Regions from separate parts of the Sus scrofa genome. Here region 1 is linked to region 2. Evidence: chromatin contacts called from public HiChIP or PLAC-seq data. All regions are on one chromosome and are shown on one strand. The core of a region is the stretch at or near the end of the contact, and the rest is flanking DNA. Distances in the headings are between cores, read along the strand shown.

What was found. HiChIP or PLAC-seq counts read pairs in DNA pulled down with a chosen protein or histone mark.
Region 1: a contact with region 2 is called in an H3K27ac HiChIP or PLAC-seq map of alveolar macrophages. The contact joins two enhancer-like sites. A contact is called at or near these places in 7 of 47 Hi-C or Micro-C datasets (embryonic fibroblasts, epiblast stem cells, heart right ventricle and 4 more) and 1 of 2 datasets of contacts at active chromatin or transcription factors (alveolar macrophages).

What each region holds. Positions count from the first base shown.
Region 1 is chr13:79,658,277-79,662,008 of Sscrofa11.1, reverse strand. No RefSeq gene overlaps it. Among named protein-coding and RNA genes, the nearest start is that of PIK3CB, 49 kb to the right of the region's middle. Within about 2 kb of position 1,733, at least 5 of the 83 cell types and tissues checked have an H3K27ac peak or open chromatin away from gene starts, as enhancers often do. A contact at or near this core is called in alveolar macrophages, where this site is marked.
Region 2 is chr13:79,216,914-79,220,909 of Sscrofa11.1, reverse strand. No RefSeq gene overlaps it. Among named protein-coding and RNA genes, the nearest start is that of ESYT3, 27 kb to the left of the region's middle. Within about 2 kb of position 2,004, at least 16 of the 83 cell types and tissues checked have an H3K27ac peak or open chromatin away from gene starts, as enhancers often do. A contact at or near this core is called in alveolar macrophages, where this site is marked.

The DNA of each region.
Region 1 (3,732 bases), core at 484-2,983, 440 kb before region 2:
AGAAGAGGGAGGCTGGAGAGATTACACAAGTCATAATAAACTATTCTAACCCCGATACTAGTACATTTGTAGAGGAAGAATAACATAGAGATCAAAGATGTAGGCACTGGAACCAGGCTTCCGGAGCCCAGATACCAGCTTTGCTGCTCACTTGCTGTGTGATAAGCAGGGTATTCATCTTTTGTGGTAGGAGGAATAACAGCCCCTCCAAAGATGTCCATATCCTAATCCCCAGAAAACGTGACTGTATTAGGTTACAGAGCAAAAGAGGATTAAAGTTGCAGATGGAGTTTTTTTTTTTTTTTTTTGTATCCTGCATCCTCATGGATGCCAGTCAGATTCATTTCCATTGAGCCACGATGGGAACTCTGCAGATGGAATTTAAGGTGACTGATCATCTGACCTTAAGACAGGGAGGTCATTCTGGGTTATCCTGATAAGCCCAGTGAATTCACAGTGTCCTTCAAAGTGGATGAGGAATGCAGAAGAGAAATTCAGTCAGTCAGAGAAGGGGAATTGACCACAGAAACAAGGTCAGAGTGATGCTATATGAGAAAAGCTTGGAGTTCCCACGAGGCTCAGTGGTTAACGAACCCAACAACTACTATCAATGAAGACGAGGGTTCGATCCCTGGCCTTGCTCATTGGGTTAAGGATCTGGCATTGCCGTGAGCTGTGGTGTAGGTCACAGATGAGGCTCGGATCCTTCATTGCTGTGGCTATGGTGTAGGCTGGCAGCTGCAGCTCCAATTTGACCCCTAGCCTGGGAACTTCCATATGCCACTGGTGCAGCTCTAAAAAGACAAAAAAAAAAAAAAAAAAGGGAGAGAGAGAAGAGCTCAACCCACCATTGCTGGCTTTGAAGCTGGAAGGGGACCGTGAGCCAAGGAATGCAAGCAGCCACGAAAAGCTGGACAAGCCCGGAAACAGATTTTTCCCTAGAGCCTCTGGAAGGAAAATAGCCCTGTCCACACCTCTATTTCTATCCCCTGATACCCATTTCAAACTTCTGACCTGTTGAAATCTAAGATAATAAATACATGTTGTCTTAAGCCACTGAATTTTTGACATTTTGTTACAGTGACAATGGGAAACTAACATACCTCTCTATGCCTCCTTTTCCTCATTTATAAAATGGAGAAAATAAAATTATCTTATAAGGTTATTGTGATGATTAAAGAAAAAAAATACAGATAAAATCCTTAGAAGAGGGCCCGGTACATAGTAAGTTGCTCAATAAATGCCAGAAAAAATACTAAATATAAACTGTTGAGGGAAGAAACCACAATGGATGCTAAAAATATTGGGTGAAATGTTGATCAGAAACAGGATGTCAGAATGGTGACCAAGGGTTACCCCATAGTTTACATACTCATTGCAAAAGGGGGAAGTGTCTTTACAATGGGGAAATCTGCAACCCCCATCTGAACTCAGTCTTCAAACAGAAAAAACATCACCAAAGGAGGACAGCTGGGTGTTGATGGCCCTCCTGATAGGATGCAATATAAAGAACAACATCACCTTTGAAATGCTTCTTCCCAAAGAAAGGTTAACCTGAATTGAATCAAGCTACAGAATTGGCTTTCTGTTGCAGGAAATATAAGGAATAGAGGAGGAAGTTAAATAAACATGAAGAAACATTTAGACAAATCCTGAATGTGGGGACATCCTAGAACTGTTCTGTCTCTTCAGGAATTTTGTGTCATGAGGAGTTCCCTGGTGGCTTAGAGGTTAAGGATTCCAGATTGTCACTGCTGTGGCTTGTGTTCAATTCCTGGCCCAGGAAATTCCCCATGCTGTGGACATGGAAAAAAAAAAATCGTTGGGTCATGAAATAAAAAAGTTGTGAAAGAGTAGTTCTTTACACTGTCATGCAGGGACCCGGGTCTCTCCCATCTCTGGTACTGCCGTGGTTCGGGCTCTCCTAGAAGGAAAGGAAAGGGAGACTACGGGATCTTGTGGGAAGTCTTTTTTTTTTTTTTTTTTTCCACAGCATTCAGAAGTTCCCCAGGCCAGGGATCAAACCTGGGCCACAGCAGTGACAACACCAGATCCCTAACCTGCTGAGCCATGAGAGAATTACATGGGATGGCTTACAATACCATACCTGAAACTGGCCCACTTCAGCTGCCACTTACATTTCTTTGGCCGTAATGTCACTGGGCCCTGACCTAACTGCAAGAGAGCTGGGAGATGGGAGTTCTCTTGTGGTGCAACATGTTAAGGATCCAGCATTGTCACTGAGGTGGCTCTGGTCACTGCTGTGGTTGGGGTTTGATCCTTAGCCTGGGAACTTCCACATGCCATCGGTGCAGCCAAAAAAAGAGAGAGATGGGATATGTGCCTGGAAGCTTGGGAAGGAGAGGAGAGAAGAGTGGTGAGCATCCAATCTAACTCTCCATCCACGTAACACCACCTACCCCTCCCCCCGAGCAGTGCCGGGCACAGCATGGCCTTGGCAGGCACTTCCGAGCCATGCATATCCCCAGGCCCATGTTAGTCCTTGCTCTGAGATGGACCAGCAACCCAGTATCCTCTCTTCTCCCCTCATGCTCCACAACCAGACAATCAACAAACAGCAGTGTCTCCAACTTTCCACATCCCTAAACAGCTTTCACCTCTCCAATTGCAACTGCTAGAGCTTAGTACAACAGCCCAGCTGGCCTCCCTTCATGCAAGTCTCCTGATCTTGGAGGACTATGTTCTTCAAATAGGCTGCAAGTGAGCAAATAAATAAATCAACAAGATAACTTAATGTGCTATGAAGTAACCAGAAACTGAAACAGTAAAGAATGGCTTTGGGGTGAGAAGGAGGAGCTAATTTGTATAAGGGCTGTCAGGGAAGGCTGCTCAGAGGAGGTAGCTATGGCAAACAGACTTATCTAGAATCATCCAGAAAAGCAGTATTTCTATTTCTGTGTGTTGTTGCAAAACCCTGCCACTCCTCCTTCCAGTGGTGGAGTCCATATTTCCTCCACTTGAACTTGGACAGTGGTTTCAACTTGCAAAATTAATAAAGTACAACAGAAGTGATGCTATGTGACTTCTTCTTAGACTGGGTCATAAAAGACAATACACAATACCATATACGCGGAATCTAAAATATGACACAAATGGATTTCCACTGTGGTGTAACAGGTTAAAGATTTTTCTTTTCTTTTTTTCTTTTGCCATACCTGTGGCATATGGAAATTCCCAAGTCAGGAATTGAACCCGCACCACAGCAGCAACCTGAGCCACTGCAGTGACAATGCCGGATCCTTAATACTATGCCACGAGGGAACTCCCAACAGGCCCTGATGATAGATAGAATGAGGAATGAGGGATATGAAAGAGTGAAGTTATATTTCTAGGTTTTTCTCTCAAGTAGTCAGATGAATAACAGTGCAACTTGCCTGAAGGGGAAGGCTTGGAAGGAGCAGGATTGGGATGGGGAAATTTCCCTTTCCCTCAGGATATTCGATTTCATTGTGGTTGTAGAAAGAATTTCAAGCTACTTAAATAACGTTCACCAAGGATAGGCAAGAACAGAGTTTCTGGGTCTCATGGGGTTGGAGATTCCAGTAACTACTTGGCTTTCCGTAAGAATTCCTATTTGTTTAATTTTAAGTTCACGGATTTATGTTATGCCAAAAAAAGTACAGAAACAAAATTGTATTTACACAAGTTAAATAATAAAATATGAAAAAGGCAAGACAAGTGATAGAAGAATGACCATATAGAAATAGCATG
Region 2 (3,996 bases), core at 755-3,254:
CACAGAAGAGCGCAGGCCAATGGGTCTCAGACTTCCCCAGGCAGCAGAATCACCTGAGGGCTTATTAACCATGGGTTGCTGAGCCCCACCCCAGAGTCTCTGACGTAATAAATCTGGGGTGGGGAGAATTTTTTACAAGTTCCCAGGTGCTGCGCAGTTACTGAGAACTGCTGGCCCAGCTGGGGGCTTTGGAATCTGCCCTGTCAATAAGCTCAATCTATGACTGAGGCCTGAGGGAGTCCCTCACACATTGTGTGAAGTGCTGGCTGCAGAGTGAACAGGCCAGAGGCCAGGGTCTTGGGCGTCTCCCAGGGAGCGGGTGTTTAGATCCAGAGGGGGGCAAGTGCTGGAGTTCACCCAACAGTTCCTAAGAGGGTCCACCAGCCTGGGCCTGTGTGAACCATTTGCCAAATTATGGTGAACTTGCTACACTCCGGATCCAGGGTCCCCAGGGTGTATGTTAATCTAGGTACAAGCGGCCCTGGGGGTGGGGGAGGGGGGCAGTCCCAGAGGGCAGGGCAGAGAGCAGGGGCAGGCGGTAGAGGGGCTGACCTTTGGCATCCCAGGACTGCTCTGCAGCTGAAACCAGAGGCCTTCCCTACAAACACGGTGAGGCTGGAAAGGGATCCATCTGCTCTGTGATGGTGCCCCCTGGTGGACAAGGGGGACACTGGCCCAGCTTCCCAGGAATCTCAAATAGGGACGGATAATACATTCTACTAGTAGTGCGGCTACTACTACAGAAATAACACTGGATGGAAGTGGTTCAGCGGTAATGCACCTGGCTAGCATCCATGAGGACGAGGGTTTGGTCCCTGGCCTCGCTCAGTGGGTTGAGGATCTGGCATTGCTGTGAGCTGTGGTACAGGTCACAGACACAGCTCGGACCTGGTGTTGCTGTGGCTGTGGTGTAGGCTGGCAGCTGTAGCTCCAATTAGACCCCTAGCCTGGGAACCTCCATATGCCACGGGTGTGGCCCTAAAAAGACAAAAGACGAAAAAAAAAAAGATAGAAAGAAAAAAGAACAGCATCTGTGAAGTATGGGAGATTATTCTCCGTGAATGCCAGCACATAGCATTCTTTGAATCATTTAACTCTCACAGCAGCAGGGGTCAATACTCACGAGTCCATTTTTTGGATGAGGGAACCCAGGCCCATAGTGTTGGAATAACTCTCCAAGGTCTGTGAGGAAGTGTCCTCTGATTCCAGTTTGAGGTTGGCACGGAGGACACCCTTGGAGTCCTGGCTGTGCCACTCAGGCCTGTGAGAACTGGAGAGACCTACTGAACATCTCTGAAGCACAGAATCCTCCCCTGAGGGAAGTTTAGTGTCCTCCTGGGGGCACAGTGAGGGCCTTGCTGCTCTGCAGCCCAGGGGTGCCATTCACATAAATGCCGGGTCAGGGGTGTGCCCTCCTACCCACCTCACCGGACTGTGTAACCCGGGCCCTGCCCAGCCCAGAGCAAGCCCTCAACAAATGGCATTTCAGCTCTTTGCTCAACAGAGAGGCGTCTCTGTCAGTGAATCCCACCTCCTACCTTAGCCTTTGATACTAGACCGCCCAGAGAAAGTGCACGTCACTTCTGAAGAAATCCCTCACTGAGCAGAGAGCAGAATGACAAGAGAGAGGGATTAACTCTGTTGGAGCTTCAGAGGGAGGAAATCTGGCCCTCCTTGGACCCAGGAGAGCCTGGTTGGGTAACCCCCAGGGGAGAGAGCACCCCTCACCCCCTCCCTGCCACCCAGTGCAGGACAAAGGGCCTGTCCTTCCCTTGGCTCCTGCCCAGCCATGCTAGCTGGGTTGGGGGAAGCTGGCCACCTTGGCCAGCAGACTCTGAGGGCTGTGGGAGGGGCATGGTGAGGGAAAACACGGATCTCATTGGCCATGGAGACCCAAATGAAGAGAGGGTTTGGGGAAAGACTGAGGCTAGGAGGCTCTGAACCCAGCTGGGAAAAGATAGGCGTCAGGTGGGACATTGCACTTAAGCCATCGGCCAGCAGCACAGCTGGGCAGCTGTGCTCTGTACACCACCTCACATAGCTCTGCTCACCAGGAATGCCAGACTCTCAGCAATGTCAACCACAGGGCAGGAGCAAAAGTCTGGATTCATTTGGGAGCAGGGGGGTGGGGGGGGAAGAGGAGTTGATACATTAACTAGAAAACCAGCTCTGGTGTCCTTCATCCTGGGCTCCTCTAGCTGCCATCAAGTAGGGCCAAGGTGGGCTCCCAGGGGGGCCCCCGGCTGCCAGCTGCTCCCATGGGCTGGAGGCCAGAGGCCCCAGTGGTCTCACACAGTCTCTAACTGCTAGCTGAAGGGCTGGCCTTGCTCAGAAAAAAGGCTGGAAAGAGGCAGCAGGCGGACAGGCGGTGCCCCTGGGAGGAGGCCCAGGACAGAAGCTCCGGAAAACGACAGTGATCTAGGTTCCAAATGTCTCTGCTGAGTCACCCAGGGGAAGTGGATCTGCATTCAGCTCACTTGGAAGAAGGCGGGAATGTGGGAGATGCGGCGAAAGATTTGCCTCAAACGAGTTAAAATTAAAAAAGGGTGGGGTGGCTAGTGGGACTGCCTCATCCTCAGGGCGGCGGGGGTGGCGGTAAACAGCCAGACAGAACCGCGTGCAAGGGCAGGCTCAGTCAGCCTGGCAGTCCCTGGGCCTCTGTTTCCTTTTCTGTAAAACAGGCGCCCTACCCCCTACGTTGTGGGATGCCTGTGAGGATGTAAATGGGACACGGTACGCAGAAATAGCCCCATGCCTGGTAATAGCAAGCTCAGCAACAAGTCTGCTGGCAACTAGTGTGTGTGGTGCCTGTACCCAGCGCCAAGCCCTCTGCTGACCTCGTAATGTGGATTAGCGAGTTCAGGGCTCTGGGCATCACATCCCAGGAACCTGTGAGAAGCTCAGATCCCACACCTGCTGAATCAGAAAAGTGTGTCTTAACCAGCCTCCCAGGTGATTATGATGCTAACTAGGAACTGCTGCCTGATTCATATTTAGTAGAATTGTTGTTACAGAACAGGGGGAACGTTTTTATTCTTCTACCTGTCCTGGTTTGCTGGAGACTGTTCTGGCTTTAGCACTGAAAAATCTCACATCCCAGTCAACTCCTCTGTCACAGGCAAACTGGAACCTTGGTCACCCTATTAACAGCTGGAACCATATTTTACCCTAGGAAGGGGTTATGGGATTGTGGCAAAAGAAAGAAAACTGGGCAAAGGTGAGAGGATCTGAGGGGTGGGTGTTTAGCCAACTGGGGGGCTGCTGTCAGGGGAGGAAAGATAGGAGGGGGTCTGGCGTGGTATGAGGTAAGGGTTAACTGAGAGGCCCCTGATAGCAGAGGGGCCTTCCTTGGGACCCCAAGTCCTCAGCAAAGCCCAGGGATGGCTGCTGAGAGTAGGCTTGCTTGCCTGCTTTTTTTTTTTTTTTTTTTTTGCCTCAGCCAGGGCATGTGAAAGTTCCTGGGCCAGGAGCTGCGACCTATACTACAGCTGCAGCAATGCTGGATCCTTAACCCAGTGCACCACAGTGGAAACTTCTAAGAGTGGCATTCCTCTCTCCCTCCCTCCCTTCCTTTTCTTTCTTTAGCTGCAACAATGGAGTATGTTAAGTTCCTGGGCTGGGATTGAATCCAAGCTGGAGCTGTGACCTACACCACAGCTGCAGCAAAGCTGGATCCTTTACCTGCTGCACTGGGCTGGGGATCGAACCTGTGATTCCACAAAAACAAGCCAGATCACTAACCCACTGCACCACAGCAGGAACTCCCAAGAGTGGGCTCTCTTTGTGGAAACTGAGGCAGAGGCTGACCATCAGCGTAGGGAGGCTGTGGAGCAGTCAGAGGCAGAAATCTCTGGAGGACCCTGAAACCAGAGGGGCTGCGTGGGGCTGCCATAGGCGGGGATCTGATGGTAGGAGCCTGCCTGCCTGCCTTAGGTTTAAAGGCATGGAGGCCCCTGCTGATGGCTGTAATAATTACTAATCTATCTAATAAACAGT